Linked DNA regions of Mus musculus: all the other regions are linked to region 1. The links are chromatin contacts, called in public promoter capture Hi-C and targeted proximity ligation maps. All regions are on one chromosome and are shown on one strand. The core of a region is the stretch at or near the end of the contact, and the rest is flanking DNA. Distances in the headings are between cores, read along the strand shown.

What was found. Promoter capture Hi-C pulls out the DNA fragments that hold promoters and counts their contacts.
Region 2: a targeted proximity ligation map of astrocytes shows a contact between it and region 1, with 9 times the contacts expected there. A contact is called at or near these places in 2 of 39 promoter capture datasets (hippocampal neurons and pre-B cells), 1 of 484 Hi-C or Micro-C datasets (B cells) and 1 of 130 datasets of targeted methods (astrocytes).
Region 3: a promoter capture Hi-C map of pre-B cells shows a contact between it and region 1. A contact is called at or near these places in 4 of 39 promoter capture datasets (cranial neural crest, hippocampal neurons, liver and 1 more) and 2 of 130 datasets of targeted methods (astrocytes and large pre-B cells).
Region 4: a contact with region 1 is called in a promoter capture Hi-C map of pre-B cells. A contact is called at or near these places in 4 of 39 promoter capture datasets (embryonic stem cells, hippocampal neurons, liver and 1 more), 1 of 130 datasets of targeted methods (large pre-B cells) and 1 of 9 other capture datasets (liver).
Region 5: a contact with region 1 is called in a targeted proximity ligation map of embryonic forebrain, with 12 times the contacts expected there. A contact is called at or near these places in 1 of 39 promoter capture datasets (pre-B cells) and 2 of 130 datasets of targeted methods (embryonic forebrain and large pre-B cells).
Region 6: a targeted proximity ligation map of extraembryonic endoderm stem cells shows a contact between it and region 1, with 9 times the contacts expected there. A contact is called at or near these places in 4 of 39 promoter capture datasets (hematopoietic stem and progenitor cells, hippocampal neurons, liver and 1 more) and 2 of 130 datasets of targeted methods (astrocytes and extraembryonic endoderm stem cells).

What each region holds. Positions count from the first base shown.
Region 1 is chr15:55,089,154-55,091,853 of GRCm38.p6, forward strand. It overlaps Dscc1 (DNA replication and sister chromatid cohesion 1), which reads right to left and starts at 1,338. Exons shown (of 9, transcript NM_183089.3): 1 at 1,073-1,338. The coding sequence starts at 1,272. The region is part of intron 2 of Gm41325 (a long non-coding RNA gene); the gene reads left to right.
Region 2 is chr15:57,910,946-57,913,645 of GRCm38.p6, forward strand. It overlaps Tbc1d31 (TBC1 domain family, member 31), which reads left to right and starts at 1,254. Exons shown (of 21, transcript NM_001081396.2): 1 at 1,254-1,446. The coding sequence starts at 1,370.
Region 3 is chr15:58,075,113-58,077,812 of GRCm38.p6, forward strand. Zhx1 (zinc fingers and homeoboxes 1) reads right to left here and starts at 1,396. Exons shown (of 4, transcript NM_009572.4): 1 at 1,045-1,396.
Region 4 is chr15:58,032,986-58,035,685 of GRCm38.p6, forward strand. It overlaps 9130401M01Rik (RIKEN cDNA 9130401M01 gene), which reads right to left and starts at 1,309. Exons shown (of 6, transcript NM_029418.4): 1 at 1,099-1,309. The coding sequence starts at 1,215.
Region 5 is chr15:57,693,288-57,695,987 of GRCm38.p6, forward strand. It overlaps Zhx2 (zinc fingers and homeoboxes 2), which reads left to right and starts at 1,380. Exons shown (of 4, transcript NM_199449.2): 1 at 1,380-1,717.
Region 6 is chr15:57,891,008-57,893,707 of GRCm38.p6, forward strand. It overlaps Derl1 (Der1-like domain family, member 1), which reads right to left and starts at 1,411. Exons shown (of 8, transcript NM_024207.4): 1 at 1,136-1,411. The coding sequence starts at 1,288.

The DNA.
Region 1 (2,700 bases), core at 88-2,587:
CATGGCTTATTGAGACTCTAGTGGATAGCTCACTTTAAATAACTCCCAAATCGGGGACTAGAGAGATGGCTCAGCGATTAAGAGCACTGACTGCTCTTCCAGAGGTCCTGAGTCCTGAGTTCAAATCCCAACAACCACATGGTGGCTCCCAACCACCCATAAGAGATCTGATGCCCTCTTCTGGGGTGTCTGAGGACAGCTACAGTGTACTTACATATAATAAATAAATAAATCTAAAAAAAAAGAAAGAAAGAAAGAAAAAATAAGTCCCAAATCCTGTGGCTTCTAGATTTAAAATTAAACCTTGGGAGTGTGGTGCTTTGAAAGAGGACCCCGCCCCCAAACACAGGCTCAGACATTTGAACACTTAGTCCCCAGTCCACAGCCCTATCTGAGGAGGGGTTGGGAGGTGTAGCCTTACTGGAGGAAGTATGTCACTGAGGGGGAGCTCTGAGAGTAAGAGCCTTGCCCACTTGCAGTTCAGTCACTCAGCTTTGTGCTTGCCATAAAAGACATGATCTCAGCCTAGGATTTAAAATCCAAGGTCTTGGCAGCAACTTTGTAGTTGACCCGGAATTAAAAACAGATCCAGATCTTCAGTAAGTGACCCCAACCAACCCCCGGGCTACACGCAGCAGTCTGCATTAGGCTTTAAACTTCTGTCTCGTTTGTCCCATCTGCGGTTCAAGGAGAAGAAACCCAAGTGGCAAGCCAAGAACTCTCTCTACAGGCACTGCTACTACATTCTGAGATTGAACGAGTGTTTCTGTGGAGTACTTGGCATCAGTACTGAGCCCTCCAAAGCTCCCTGGAGCTTCCTTCTTGACACTCCCCCGCTGACACCTGGCTCTAAATTCCCTGGAGTCCTGCTAACAAGGCAGTCTAGCAAATGCTGAATCCTCCTGACAGATGACAGCAAGCTGAGGACCCGCCCATCGGCCTGTACGGGCCCAATCAAAGCAACTCTCTGCACCAGTTCCTCCTTCCGAGTTCCCCGGGCTACGCCGGGCGGGTAGGCGGCCTCTTTGAGGCCGGGGAATCGGCGCTCCCGAGCCCCACCATCCCGGCTCACCTGTCCCCGGCCTCCAGCTGCTGGCACAGTGCTGGTTCCAGCTCCAGCAGGCAGAAGTCGCCGGTGGCCGCGCCGCCGGTCCCGGAGCTGAAGCTCAGGCAGTGCACCGTGGGCAGCAGCTCGGTGGCGTTCAGCTTGGCAACCTGCAGCGTCGCGTCCACTTCCTCGCGGGTCCTCCGGGAAGCGCTCGGCGGGGACATCTCGCAGCACGGAGAGGGGTGTGTCCTCGACCTAAACTCCCGGGACTTCAAAAGCGCGCCAAATCCGCCCGAGCCGACTTCCGGGGCGGGACGGGGCGTGTCCCGAGGAAGTCGGAAAGTATCTGGACTCGCGAGTCCTTCTGCAGCCCACTGACAGCGTGCAAGTCCCCGGTTGCTGGGGAGAAGCACGGTTTCCCCCATGAGGACTCCAGGAAGGTCCTGTTAGCAATTCTGGGTCCCCACGGGGCCAAGCACGGCTCTTGCACTCACCCCTTCCGCCACCCTGTGCCCACCCCCTTCTTTCCCGCCAAAGCTCCTTTTCCTCGCCTGCTGCGGTGGGTCCCGTGATGAGCTATGTCTGTGCAGAATTTCATTAAGCCGTTAAAACAACCCAGTAAGGCAGGATCCTGTCGATCCTGTCATGCAGAAGCGAGCAGAATGCTTGCCAATGGTGGCGCAGCCTTGAGATGGCAAAGTCTGAATCCAGCTTGATGTATGTATGGTGGTTCCAAAATAGCCTGCCCAGTGTTGTGCAGGACCAAGAACCAGATCCTGGCAGAATAAGATGTCATTTGTTTGGACTTCGAGACCATCCTAGATGGAAGGTAGCTTGCCTCCCGTTCGTTAAATACTTCATTTGTGCTAAGTGGCGCTTGAGACTTCTACACAGAAACAGCCCGCCTGGTATGCTCCTGGGAGAGTCTGGCTAACTCAGCATTACAGGGTGTGATGTTTTCTTGACCAAAGTTTACAATGACGTGAAACTGTTTTAAGATGAAAACCCATTCATAGACTCACATCCATGCACCTGAAACTGATGTGCGAGCTCTCTAAGGGATGCTGCCGGCAGACCCCTGCAGACTGGCCACCCATAAAAGTTGAAACAGTAAGAGGAATAATTGTCTTCAGAGAGGGTGGTTTCTCACTCCTTCCTGTAAAACAAACAAATGAATAAATAAAAAGGGAGGCCAAGGTGACCCCAGTCCATCAGGTTAAAAACCGACATGAGCCAGGTAGTGCTGGCACCATACCTTTAATCCCAGCACTCAGGAGGCAAAGGGAGGACCTCTGAATTCTAGACCAGCCTGGACTATAGAGCAAGTTCCAGGACAGCCAAGGCTACACAGAGTAACATTGTCTAGAAAAACAACAAGCAAAAACATCTGAGTTGCCAAAGGGTAGTTTAGTTCCAGCACTCAGGAGGCAGAGGCTGGCGGATCTGAGTTCGAGGCCATTCTGGTCTACATAGTGAGCTTCAAGCCAGTCAAGGCTAAATAGACCCCCCCCCTCTCTCTCTCTCTCACACACACACACACACACACACACACACAAAACAAAAAAAAACAAAAATCGGATCGAATAAGAAAAATGATGGAACAATATCCTGAATATGAAAGTACCACGAATTTATTAGTGGCTATCACTAAG
Region 2 (2,700 bases), core at 4-2,503, 2.8 Mb after region 1:
CCTTAAGTCTCAGGAGTCATACACACATCAGATGACTACAGCTCAAAACCGATCAGGAGAGAAAGGTCCTTTCCTAGCAGTGTGGTGAACTCAAGTCGTGTTCCCTTAAAAATATTTACACTCTCTTTTGAAAACCTCATTTAATTTTTACTTTAAGATTTTTCATTTATTTTCATATATGAGAAAAGTAAAGAGATATTTGCAACAAACAAAAGGTGGCTATCCCAGACAAAGAAGAAAATCTTTGTTGCCAGACTCTGTTGACACGGAATGTTGAGAGAATACATTTCTGGTCTTTTCATTTGGTTTTTGGTTTTTCGAAACAGGGTTTCTTTGTGTAACTCTGGCAATCCTGGAACTAGTTCTGTAGACCAGGCTAGCCTGACCTCATAAGATCTGCCTGCTTCTGCCTCCCAAGTACTGGGATTGAAGACGTGTGCCACTACTACCTGGCATTATTTCTGTTTTATACGCCAAACGTGGACCGATTTCATTAGAAATCGACTTGCAACTTCATACATCACTGAAGTGGAGTTAAAAGTATTATCTAAATTGCTTCTCTGTGAATTAAGTGCGTTGGCCTGTTAAGCACGCGGGACAGCCACACGTAGTAAGCACTAAAGAAACACTGAGTGAATTTTGCTAAGTGAAAAAGATTTCCGATGCCAGTGCAGCTGGTTCTTGACGTTTTTTTACTTTTCTAGATTATGAGGAGTGGGTTGCAAACCATAATGTGGGAGCATCTTGTAAATTTACGCAATTAAAGCGTGATGAGTATGGCAAAAAATAAACAAAAACAAACCAAACAAAGCGGAATTCATTTAGGTCTGTGGAGTTCTGCCGTGCCTGTAAGTTCTAGGAAAGGAACTCCTCCATTTCTCAACGAACTTGTCTTTTGCATCTTTGTTATTTCTATAAATCTCTTATTCTAAACGCAATAGAGAACGAAATGCAGGAGGCAGCAAGCTCTCAGGAGAAAAACACTTTTGGTGTCTGTTTGAGCCTATAGGTGTCAGAGAATTGAAGTCCCAGACTTGGTTTTCAGAAAACTACAACTCCCTGAAGCCTTTGGGTCGCAGAATTAGAAGCCTCAGAAAAGGGGTGGAGTCTAGAGAGAAGCCGTTGGTTGTTTCCATTGTCCAGAGTGGAGGGACCACAAGAGCGGAGGTGGGCGGATCCCCGTCCTGATTGGTTGTAACTAGAAGGGGCGTCCCCCGCGTGATTGGCACAGTCCTTGGGGGCGGAGACCCCGCGGCGGCCGCTCGAATTTCCCGGGTTGGGCGCGCGGGGACTGCTGGGTAGCTCTCGGGACGGTTACCCTCACCGGGTCAGCCGCGGATCGGAGTCGGGGTAGGGGTCGGGGTTCGACATGCAGAGCACTGACCTGGGCAACAAGGAGAGCGGCAAGATATGGCACCGCAAGCCATCGCCAGCCACTCACGACGGGTGAGGCCGCGGGCTGTGGAGACCGACGAGGGGGCGGGTCTGCGGGAGACTGAAGTGGGAAGCGTGGAGGAGGAATGCTGGCCCGGGGATTCTGACTCTGGCCGTGCGCTGCATCCCTGGGTTGGGACCTCAGGAGGAGCAAGTAGCTCCGGAAACCGTAGATTGCAGTTGTCCCAGAATCTGGTCCCTGGTCACGGTGAGAGGCAGGCAGGAGAAGGCTCTACGACTTGTGCAAAAGAATTTGCAGTTCAGCTGAGTGCCAGGACTCCACCTGCTTTGATTTATTAATGTCTATTCCAGTTGGGGGGAAAAAAAACTCCAGGAGGTGATGGGAGCAAAGAAAGCAATGCACATCTACCTTTCCAAAAGCCGATGCTCTCCATCCTTAAGTCATTCATTACATTGCACACCTGTAATGTTGAGAGCCTAGTGTGGGCCAAGCACGCTTTTCACTATGGAACAACGCTGGAACAAACTTAAGTTCTGCAGTGAGTGTTGCAGGGCCTGTCATTGGTGCGGGGACTTTTACCCGCCTGTGCTTCCTTTTATTCTGTTTGGAGTAGCGGGTTTAACACGCAGCCTCTTGTGTGACGTCAGTGGGAGTCTTTGCCCCCTCCCCCATTTGTTTTGGTTCCCATGGTGCCTGCCTAAGCGATCTTGGTGTTTCTGATTACCTACGTTTGCGTGGACTGCATAGTATCACTTGGGTTCATACCTCGAGGTTTGTTTCTCAAGAGACTTTTCTATTTATCTTTTAGTTGCTTCCCTAGAAATCAGACTAAGTGTTTTTGTAAGCTGAAAGCAGTTATAAGTGGATCAGCCACTTATTTGACTAGCCAGCCAGCCACTGTGGTTTCTGGTGGCTGTCCACCCTTTATCAGTGCTATTCACCCGTTGACCTATTGAATAAACAATCTTGTCAATAGTGGAGATTCTTCGGCGTTTTCCTTTCAGCTCGGAAAGCAGTTTTGAGCCAGGACAGCTAAGTTGAACCAGCCAGCAGAGCTCAGAAAGAACTAAAAAGGGTGAGCTTACTCAGCAGTAAGTCTCAGAGGTTGAGAACATTCTAGGTTTAGATTAGGTTGTCCGGAGGCTAGAAGCTTTGGGGACTAGGCCTAGGTTAAGAAACAAAAGGCAGTAAGCCTCCAGGATGACAGTTATATCAGGAGAATAAAAAACGTGTGTGTGTGTGTGTTGATGTGTGTATGTATGTATATATGTGTGTGTGTATGCATGTGTGTGTTGATGTGTGTA
Region 3 (2,700 bases), core at 146-2,645, 3.0 Mb after region 1:
TAGAGAAGGGTTAGTGACAGAAAAGTACTGTGAGCATTCCTACTTTATCTATGCTTCTTCTCTACATTCAGTTTTCCAATTGCTTTGCCCAGAGTAAGCTAAGGATAGCAAACAGAATCTTATTCTTCCGTTTGGTTCGTTTCTTACTGGTACCTTTGGAGTACCGAAACAAAGAATTCTAAGTCCCTCTCTTGGAACTTCGGTGTAAATACACAAGAAATGAGTCAGGGCTCGGCTTTCCTGCCATCAGACCCCAGTCCTTTTTATTCCCTCCTAGCCAATTCCCTTTAAGCCCCAAGGCTTGGAGTTTCCTCTGGTCCATCGCTCTCCCAAGTCTGCACTCCCGCTCCACTACCTAAGCAGAGACAAGTGTGTTTCCACCCTCTTTAATGAACTTCTCCCCTAAAAGCCTGCTCTTCCTCAAAATATACTTCGCACTATACTTCTTGGGGATGCAACTCCTGAGTCTTCTCTGCTGAGGTTTCCCGTTGCTCCGACCCCAAAGCCAGTGCGCTACAGTCCAGCCGGAGATCCTTGGCTGACTCTTCAGAGGGGGGCTGCGCCGTGTCCCCACGAGGTGGCCTCACGCCTCCGGAGGCCCAACGCTGGAGATCTTCCCCAGGACCCGCACGGTAGTTAGGGTCCGCTGTCCCAGAGACGTCCTTCCCCCCAGGGAGACCGGCTCCCCATCCCCTCTGCGCCCCCAAGTTACTCAGTGCTCTCCCAACCAAGGCGCTGGGGCTTTCCCTCCAAACCCTCCACCCAGAGCTCCGTCCTCGCTCTGACAACCCCCGAGAGAATCCGGGAGCTGCGACTCCGTCCGCCCCGCCGCGGGGCAGGCCCAGTTCCCCCCGGGTCCGATCTTGCGTGCCCCAGCACCGTGGGCTGGGTCCCGAAGAGGGGGGGGGTGTCTGTGTCCCGCTGCTGCCCCGTCCCGTGTCGCGCCAGCGCCCGCGCCTCTCGGCTTCCCTACCCGCCGCGAGTTCCTGCTCGGGTTCCACCCGCAACCGCGAGGCCCAGTCCCCAGCCCGCTCGCGCAGCTACCTGCAGGGGCCGCCTCGCCTCAGCGCCTCGCCGCCGCCATCTTGCATTTCAGAGCGACTGCACTTTTCAGGGAGTCAACTCTGACCCGTGAACCCTAACCCCGGAACCACTCGGAGGGCCCTCGCGCGAGGGGGCCCCCCACGGAGCTCTGCAGCCCGGCAGAAGCGCCGAGAGGCCAGGCCAGGGTGCGAGAGAGACTCCGCTCCCTGAACCCACAAGGGCCGCGAGGAGGAGCCAGCCGAGGCGGGGACGAGCCGGGCACCCCACTCGAGGACTCCGCCGCTCCTCTGGGATGCGACCCAGGCCGCTCCTCTAGAACCGGGCGCTGCGGGAGGTGTGCGCCGCCCCGCCCTCTGTCAGGGAGAGTCACGCCCCCTGTCAGGAGGGGGCCACGCCTCTGTCACTAGAAGCCACGCCCCGTCGCGAGAAGCTCCTCCTCCAGGGCCTGCGAGGCTCCGCCCCGTTCAAGCGATTGCTCGGCCAGCGGTCGTCAGAAGTCGGACCCCGCCTCCCGCGACCTCGGTCGCTTTCTTCCCTTGAAACTGCCTAGGTCCTCCGAAACCAACCCCATCTCTCCCGGAGCCGGCGTCCTAAGGCCCCGCCCCTCCCTAAGCCACGCCCACTGTCACTCTCGGCTCCTCCTTGGCAGCGCCCTCTGGATGCCAGCCGCGCCCCCACCCGCTGTCAACAGTCCCGCGCTCCTGTCAGCCGCTGCTCCGCCTCTTCCTAGCCCGAGTCCAGCAGGAGCCCCGTAGTTCCAGCTTTGGACGGGAAAAGTTAAGTGTGGCCCCACTTGGAGCCTCCCGCCTCTGCTTCCTGCTGCCGTCCCTCTTTCCCCGGAGAGCCACTGACTGAAGCCGAGCTCTCCGCAGTGGGCACCAGCCCCGCAGCGCGGCCAGCCGAGGACCTCAGCGTCTTCCCCACCTCTGCCCTTCAGCCCTCTCGTCATTGTTCCATTGAATATAACAAACGAGGGCGAAAGGAAACCACTCCGAGTGTTCGCTCCTGTACTCGCCGCTCCGGACGGACGTAAGAGAACTCTTTGGCGCCTGGATGTTTAGTCCCCACCCCCATTCCAGTCATGGACCCTTTTGTGTTTTGATAGCAGAGCTCCACCAAGCCACACCAGCCCGAAAATTTGCACTCTGCATTTACATGAAGGGAAGACCTGGCTGCTGATATCAACGTGCACAATATTTAGTTGCATCCTAAAATTCTAAAACTTGTGTATGCTGAGGCTTAATGGTCTCACCAGCAGAGGAACCCAACCCTGTCCCACTCTCGGCCCATTCTTAAAACAAAAATTAATAGCGCTCAAGCCCCTTGAAACTAAATTCAGAATGCAAACTACTTATACAAAGAATTTAAGAAATCAGTGTAGTTTTTAATAGAAAGTGGTTTAATGGAAAGTATTTATAATACAGTACTAACATCAGTAAAATAAAACAATGCATTCTCCACAATGTATTTAATACACAATGTGTTTAAATACACAATGTATTTATGTATCCCTCATAAGAAAAATACAAGACAAAAAGTTACACACACACACACCAGTTTATGCTCACCCCAAAGACAGTTCCAGGTCCACTGAGAATCCCAGTTTAGGATTTAACTCTGAACAAAGAAAATATTTTAAATTCAGATATTCAACCT
Region 4 (2,700 bases), core at 59-2,558, 2.9 Mb after region 1:
GGTTTTAAAAAATAAAAGTTGTAATGATCACATGTCTATACATGTCAATGACAGATTTAAAAAATAAATAAAAGCACACGGTTTCAACCACAGTGAAGTTATTGGAAATGACATCACCAAGTGCAGTCCAGTGACTCTTAAAGTGCTATCTGCTTTCTTTTAGAGCAATTGAGAGTGAATAGGGACTGACAAAATTGTGCACAAGACGTAGGAAACTGTGATTATGGCGATGGTCCTATTATAAAAATGCTACAAAGGCACACAGAGCACAGGAAATTTTAACTGGAGTCAGGTTTCTGTGCATCCCAGACAAAGATTTGGAGGATCTGAGGACACATCTGTAAGACGACCTCTTCTGATGTAAACCCACTGGACATAAGGTGAGATCCAGATGTAACTACCAAGAAAGAATTAAAAAAAAAGGATGAAAAGCATTCTGCATGCCCAATTTTCCAGCCCCAAAGAAGCATCTCCTATTCTCTTTTACAATAAAACCTGCTGAGGCTGAAGAAAGTCTCTAAATTCTGTTGACTCAGTACAGTTAACATTGTAATAGCTTGGTTGTATTCTGAGAAATACACTTCACTGAGTATCAAGGCTCATCATAAGCGTGCTAAATTAGTGCCTCTCCTTCTACTGGGCCATCACAGTAAGAAAAACTTTGTTCTATTCTTTAAACACTGGGTCACTCGAGACGAGGTATTTGAGCCACCGTTAGGTTCGGCACTCTGCAACCATTTAGTCACATAGCTAGCCATCCCAACTCAACAATAACATATCCAAGTCTCAATACATTACTAGGAAATGATGAAACATAATTAGCTTGGAACTATTTTATTCTTCTAGGCAGCCAGCAGGCCTGCAAGGATGCTACGGCGGAGCACCTGGGCGGGGCTGGAGGCAGGAAGGGGGCGTGTGATGCTAGCCCGGGCCCGCCTGCAGGACACGTGGGTTGAGGGTGGGGGACGGAGACAGACAACCCGAGGGTACAAGAGTGAAGTCGCCGTGCTTGGTTGCAGGGCGGGTGGACAGTGACGGTGGTGGGCCTCGCCGCAGGCCGGCTCCAGAGCGGAGCGGCAAGAGGGGCAGCCGTCTCACCTGCGGCTCGCAGAGCTTGGCGCGGTAGGGGGAGGGCGGCTCGGGCCGGCGCTCCGGCCTCTGCTCGAACACCGAGTCCTCAAATTCGCCGCCCAGCACCCAGCATCCGGTCTCCATCGCGCGGAAGTGCAACTGGACCTCGAAACGAGGCGACACCTAGAGCGACGCCCATCACCCAGCCTCCAAAGCGCGCGACAGCAGCCGCGCCAAGGCTGCCGAGGCAAGGTAGAGTGTAGAGCGGCACCGGCGCGCCGCCCACACGGAAGCGGTGGGTTGTCGGCCGGAGCGTTGCATTCTGGGAGTGGTAGTCTTTCAGCGGCTGGGGATTTCCGTGGTGGAGCAGAAATTCTTGCCTGACTCCAGGGCCTCCTAAACCACCCAACAAAGGTTTTGACCTCTTTGTGTCTAGAGCTGGATAGAGTGAGTTCCTCCTGAGTACCTCGAATAGTCGTGGTCTCTGGAGAGCCAGTTAACTTGGTAAGTATCAGCTTTAAACCACTGACAGTATTCTCCCCATTTTATTTTGCATTTTATTTCTAAAATTTCTTTCCCAATAACTGTGAGAAGAGCCCGGTTATTCTTATCTTGTAAAAGGAGATACTGGGCTTGAAGAAGTCAGGTAACTTGTTCAAAAGCCCAGGGTCTCTGAAGAAGAGACCAGAACTCTTCACGCATTTACTAAAAAAACTAGACATCACAATTTAAAGACTTGGATCAAGGCTAGCAGAATTTTGAGACTTTCAAGAAACGTTTTGACTCTAGAATGTAAAGGTCGTGGACAAAACACTGGCTTGTGTTATAGAGCACTAATGTGGAGCTAGTAATAAAGCTTTTCTATTTGCCCTCACACTTGCTCCTCTTCCACCAGTTGCTTCCAGGGTTTTTCCTTCAGCCCTATTTTCTACTCTACAGACTCGTACAGGGCAACCCAAACCACCTCCCCGGATTTCAAAATTCATCTGCCCTTGGCTCACCAAATGTGGAACTCAGTGCATATTCAATAGCCTCATTGGAAGAGTCCACGCAGGGAGCCTCCAGGCAGTAGCTACTGTGGGATCCATCCAGAGAAGTTCTTTTTTAATACCTGGGGTTTTTGTTTTGTTTTCTCATCAGAAATGCAATACTTCTTATTAAGAAAAATTCAGATATTATAGAGAATTATAAGAAAAGTTCCTAATATCACCAGGAAAAAAATAATGTCCTAAAAAGGGCTATACTTGCCCTAATCCCAGTATGCCCTGTCTATGCCCAGAACTGTGTCAGCACAGTACTGAAGGACTGCAAGAGCCACGTGTGTGTGGCTCTGTTGCCTTGGCTCGCTAGCTGTGTGACCCAGTCTATAAAATGGGTATTGATTAAAATAAGGCACACAAAGCTTTAGAGGTGAAAGGGGTGTCATGGGTGTATTCAAGATCTCTGCTCCAGGAGCGGAGGAAGAGCAGAGCAAAGGCGGGCAAGGAGGAGTTCTTCCAGCTTTTTCTTTATGAAAGATATTTGATCTCAGAATGTCTTCCCTCCTGCTCAGGCCTGCTAGCTCTAGCCTCCTGCCCAACAACTGAACCAGAGCGTGTGCTAAAATGGCAGCAGTTGTTTAAGGGCTGC
Region 5 (2,700 bases), core at 130-2,629, 2.6 Mb after region 1:
CCTGCTAATCCGCAGGATGGGAGGCAATTCCGCAGTCTTCAAGTCCCAAGCCCTCTGTTTTCTCCAGTAACTCCTAGTGTCAAATCTGGGTCCCAGAGTTAGCCTCCACCCCCTACGGTGGGCTCCAAGAGCGCTCACACCCAACAAATTCCCAAACGCCCCCAGAATCTGCGAAGGGGGAAAGGGTCTCTGAGAGCAAGAATGCACAACGCTGACAGGTTGCTAGGTCCGTCATCTTCCCTCGGATGCTCCCTTAGAGAATTTTAACCTTGCGTGATCGCCGGAGCACAGCAGCCGGGTCTCTAGTTCACGGTTCCCAGGGCTGCAAAGGGCAGACACCACACACACACACACACACACACACACACACACACACACACACACGCACGCACGCAGATGGAGGGCTCGTTTGGAGACCCCTCTCGCCGGGAACGCGGCTGTCCCAGCTCCGAAAATGACCCGTCTCGCTTCTGGGGGACTCCAGTGTGCGCGCTGCAGGCGTGTGCATTTTCCCGAAGCTGAGAATCGCTGTGAATTCGGGCCACACAAGTTTGAGTCAGCTCCCCGGGTGTCTTTGTTTGTTTATGGGTTTGGAGGGAAAAAGTTTGAAGATCTTTAACCAGACTGAGCTCAGGCGCAAGCGGAAATCCCCAGCAAAAGTGATCTAACTTCAAGTGGTTATGTAAGTGGGGCGCCTTCTTCCCCGCCCTATTCCCAAGCCCTCTCATTACTATTCCGGGAGTAAAACGCATCTCGATTTAAAAAAAAAAAAAAAAGAAAGAAAAAAGTTTTAAAGTATGTTGTTATTTTCTTTTGCCAGAAGGCGGGCGAAACTCAAGCAGAGCCCAGGGCGCGTGACGACCCCACCCGCGTTCTGCCCCCACGCACTGCAGAAGGACCTGGAGTCTGGGGTGTTGCTGGCGCCGGGCAAGCCCTAGCGCCCTGCGGTCTCACGGTCCGCCACTCCACGTGGTGAGGATCAACAGTTTGTTGAGCTCATCAGTGACACCTTGAACTTTTCATAAAGAAAATGGGTATTGCACCGAGAGGGTTTGGCCGCGGCAGCGCGCCGGGTCGTGCTCAATAGTCAATGATCTCGCTTGCGCCTCCCCCACCTCTTCCCGCAAAAATTCCAATGAGTCCGTTACTGGACTCAGACTTTTAAGCACTCCCCCCCCCCCAACACCCGGGATGACCACTCATCTGAGCCTTTAGGGGCAGCCTCCCCCCACCAGCAACTCCCTCCTAAAAATGACATTTTGCCGAAGTCTGCGGGGGGGCCTGAATTTCACTTTGTAACTTTCTGCGGAACCCGAGCCCGGGTGGCAGCTCCGGTGGTGGTATCGTATGCAAATACGCATGCTGACGTTACAGATCATGTGGGTTTTGGCGTAGATTCCCCACTGATCGAGGCATTTTCCCCCTTTTTTTCTTTTTTCTTTTCTTTTTTTTTTCTTTTTCTTTTCTTTTTTTTTTTCTTTTAAAAAATTCGATCAACCGTTCTCCGTACCGGGGCTTTTTTCTGTCTATCTGTCTGTCTGTCTGTCTGCCAGGCTGGCTTTCCCCCACCACCACCTCTTTCCCACGGAGCCCGAGTCGGGCGCCGGGTGGGGAGTGGGGAGTGGGTGGGGGGAGCCAGCAGAGTTCCATTTTGGAACGCCCGTGCCTCGTCTCCGCGTTCCCAGCCCGGGTCCCCGCGTTCGCAGCCCCGGCGCAGGTAAGAAACTTCGCCCCGGCGCGGAGCACCCGCAGCGGGCACCGCCAGCCCGGAGCCCGACACGCCGGGCGCCCGCCACTCCAGCCCAACTTTCCCACCGCCGCCGCCGCTCCCGAAAATGTGTTGTTAATGGGACTTGGCCGGGTTAGGAATGGGGGTGCGCGGGAGGGGGGTGTTCAGGCTTTTTTTTTCTTCTTTTTTTTTTTTTTTTTTTGAGGGTGGGAGGAAATCCGCGGTTTCGGGGAGAGGAGTACGGAGATTTTTTTTTTTTTTATGAAATAGTTTTGATTACAAGTTTGGATAAATGGAAGCCAGACCGAGGAGGAGGAGGAAAAACATGTCTACGTTTCCCTATGTCGACATAAGCCACAAAAAAATATGGCGTCCGCTTTCGACAGGGCGTTACGTAGACTCGACTCTGTTTTTTATTTATTTATTTTGTGGCCGGCTTCCTGCCTTCTTGGCCAAACTGCGGCGCTTTGTGCAAACCGGGCAGGTCCCGCGGGGACTCCACCGGGACGTGGCCCCGTCTCGGCGCTTTTTGGAAGCCTGGGGGCTGCGTGTGGCTGCACCCCTCCCTCCCCCGCTCTCCCCTCTGCTCCCCTCTCCTGGTGACGATTCGCCGTAATGTGGTGGCAGGAAGCATGACGCCGTGTTGAGGCTGCCTCTCCTCGCGTCGCTCCCGGTGGCTGCAGGCGGCCGGCGCGCAGCGCGGCGCGGGCGGCGGGCGAGGGACCTGCGGGCAGGGCCTGAGTGCGGCGCTGTGCCCACGCCCCGCTCAGGTGCGCGGGGAGGGGGATGCGGGGGACGCGCGGACCCCGGGGGCCCTGCTGTCCCTGGCCTGCCGGGACCAGCCGGAACCCGGGTCTCCCGCCTAAGTGGCCGTGGCGTTTTCCAGTCTGCCCCACAAGAGGTTAAGCATTGCTGGCTGGCGTTGGAGCGTCTTTGTGGCTTCCCCCAGGACTTGGGATCCTGAGCTTTGC
Region 6 (2,700 bases), core at 161-2,660, 2.8 Mb after region 1:
TGCATCTCGATGGCAGAGCACTCAGCTAGCACGTGCTATGCTCTGGGTTTGAGTCCCAGCACTAAACAGGAAACCCAAAAAAAGAACTCAGGGATGTCTCTATGACTGCTAAACCCCCCTAGCAAACACAGTTGCTATTTGCAAAGATGAAAGGGAGATTTGATTATATGTCTACTGGTCACCAGGTGGTGATTTCCACCACTACAATAAAGATACTCACATATCCGACAGTCTCCCATTCATGTGTTTATGCCCCTTGTATGATAAAGATCTAAGTCCAAGGGATGGACTACAGAGGATCCTATAACGGACTCCAAGAGCATATCCCAACATCTGGGTGAGGAAAATGAGAAATCAGCAAAGGAGACGAGAAAATAACATCCAGTGGAAAGTAGAAAGAGAAGGCTAAGGAATGTGTGGAAATCCAGATCTAATATAATCTGAGCGTCCCCTGATTAAATTTTTATATCACAGAATCAATAAAAATAACCTCTAGGAAACTAACATTCTTTGGCTTAGAATGATAATCTTGACTAATATCCTTAATGCTTAAGAAAATTAGTATCTCCCGTTTCCTGAGTAGTTTATTCATTCACTGGTAACATTTAACGGCTATATGCCAGGTGATCGGATAGGGCCCGTAGGAAATACAGATAAATTAATTCTTATTAATATCTGCCTTTACACCACTGCTTTAGGGAGGAGAGAGAAACTGTAAACACGCTAACAACCCACGCAGAATTATGTCAAGTAGACACCACTGATTAAGATGGCATCGCCACCCACGACATAGATAGAAGGAGGGAGGAAGACATTCAGGTAGGTGGGCCCAATTTGCCAACAGAATGGCAACTTACCTCTCACTTCAGAGTGCGGAAGGCGGGAAGTACAATCTTGCCAGACAGGTATTGTGAGTCACGTCCTAGCAGGCCAGTCCGCGACTCTAAATTATCTAAGCCTTAACACTCGACCCCAGGACCTCCCGGGACCCAAAGGACCCCAGCCTTAAACCCCTGGAGGCGGACGCACTACAGATCCCACCAGCCCCAGCGCGCCCCGCAGCCCGGCGAACCCGTTCCGTAGCCGCGGGGACACCTGGGGGCTGTAGTCTCCACCGCCCTACGCCAGCTACTACCTGGAAGCGATAGAGGAAGGCTTCGGGCCAGAGGAAGAAGTAGGCCGGGCTGATGATGCCGAGCTTGCCGATCAAGGGGACAGCAACGGTGGCAGCAAACCAGTAGCGCGTGATGGCCGGGATGCTCCTGAACCAGTCCCCGATGTCCGACATGGTCGCCCGTCAGGTGACCGGCTGCGCAGCGCCGCGCGTCCTCCCGTGCCCACCCCGCGCTCCGCGGCCGGCTTGGCCAGGGAAAGTGGAGGCGCAGCCGCTGTGCAGGAGGCGGAGACCGACGGACGTGGCGCCACCGAATTCGGACAAGCTAGGCAGCGATCACAAGAGAAACTTCCCCTTCCGGTGGCCGCGGTCCACGTGACCAGAAGTGTCCCGGCGGCTTAAAGGGCCAGTGCCGTTTTTGCAGCTCAGTACCGGGACTCGACGTCCTGGGGTGGGGCCAAGCAGGAGAGGCGGGGCGACGACGGCAAGGCTAGTAGGAAACAGTGGTTACCCAGAGCAACGGCCAGTCTTGCAAACCAATGGGGAAGCTACATGCCCTAGTTCTCCCCGGAGTTGTAATCGGAGTAGTGCCTCTTGAAGAGTATTTATTTAAAGGGAAAGGAAGAGATAGCGCATATAGTTCCTCATTTAGTCACAGCTTCAGGCAAATTTTTAGACACTGGGGATGCAGCTGCGGCTGTGAGCACGGTAGCGGTACCTGAACTTTGCAGTCTCAGGGTAGACAGAAAAGCAAATGAGTTATGAAGAAGAATTTCAGAGGATACGGGAAAAGATTAGGATGATGGGGGGGCTAGAGTGGCAGCGGAGGACTGGGAAATCTTGAGACGCATTTGAGACCGCATTTATAATTGGACATGATCTGGTTCATTGGGGGGCTTTAAATTAGAAATGAAGATGGTTGTTTTAAACAAATGGTGGAAAGATACCGATTTCACTAGAACTTTTATTCAGTTGCTGGTTTTTGTTGTTGTTGTTTTGGTTTGGTTTTGTTTTTTTGAAAATATGGTTTAGGATCAGTAAAACTTTCCGTAAAGAACATAGGTGTAAACTGACCTGTAGTAAACTAAGTATCTGAACTTACTGCAATCAAAGAGATTGCTCACCAAAGAACCCTGGACCCATTTCTCTAAACAAAATCCAAAATCATCATTATTGGATGGTGGAGGGAGAGGAACTGTCGGCCAAACTGGAAGAGGCAGTGCGTTGTAAACACAGAGCTGAGGTGTAACATAATTACCATCAGGTCTGGACAATAAGAAAAGAAACAGACTCGGTGTTCTCAGATCGGGAAAAAAAAATTCCTCAAACTTAAAAAATGTGAAATTTGGGCTCTGGAAAAAAAAATTATTTAACGTTGTAAAGGAATTGAAAATCTTAGGTCCAAGTGGCCCACGTGACTCACATCCTCCAGGCAAAGACGAGGTCCATGTGCATTTCCACATACTTTCCAGTGCTCCATTATTTCAAACACTCTAGAAACACTGGCGTTTATACTGTGACAAACCACTTCTTAGCAGTACCTAATGTTGTGAAAGTCACTTCATCTCTCTTTGGGGTCCTTGCCT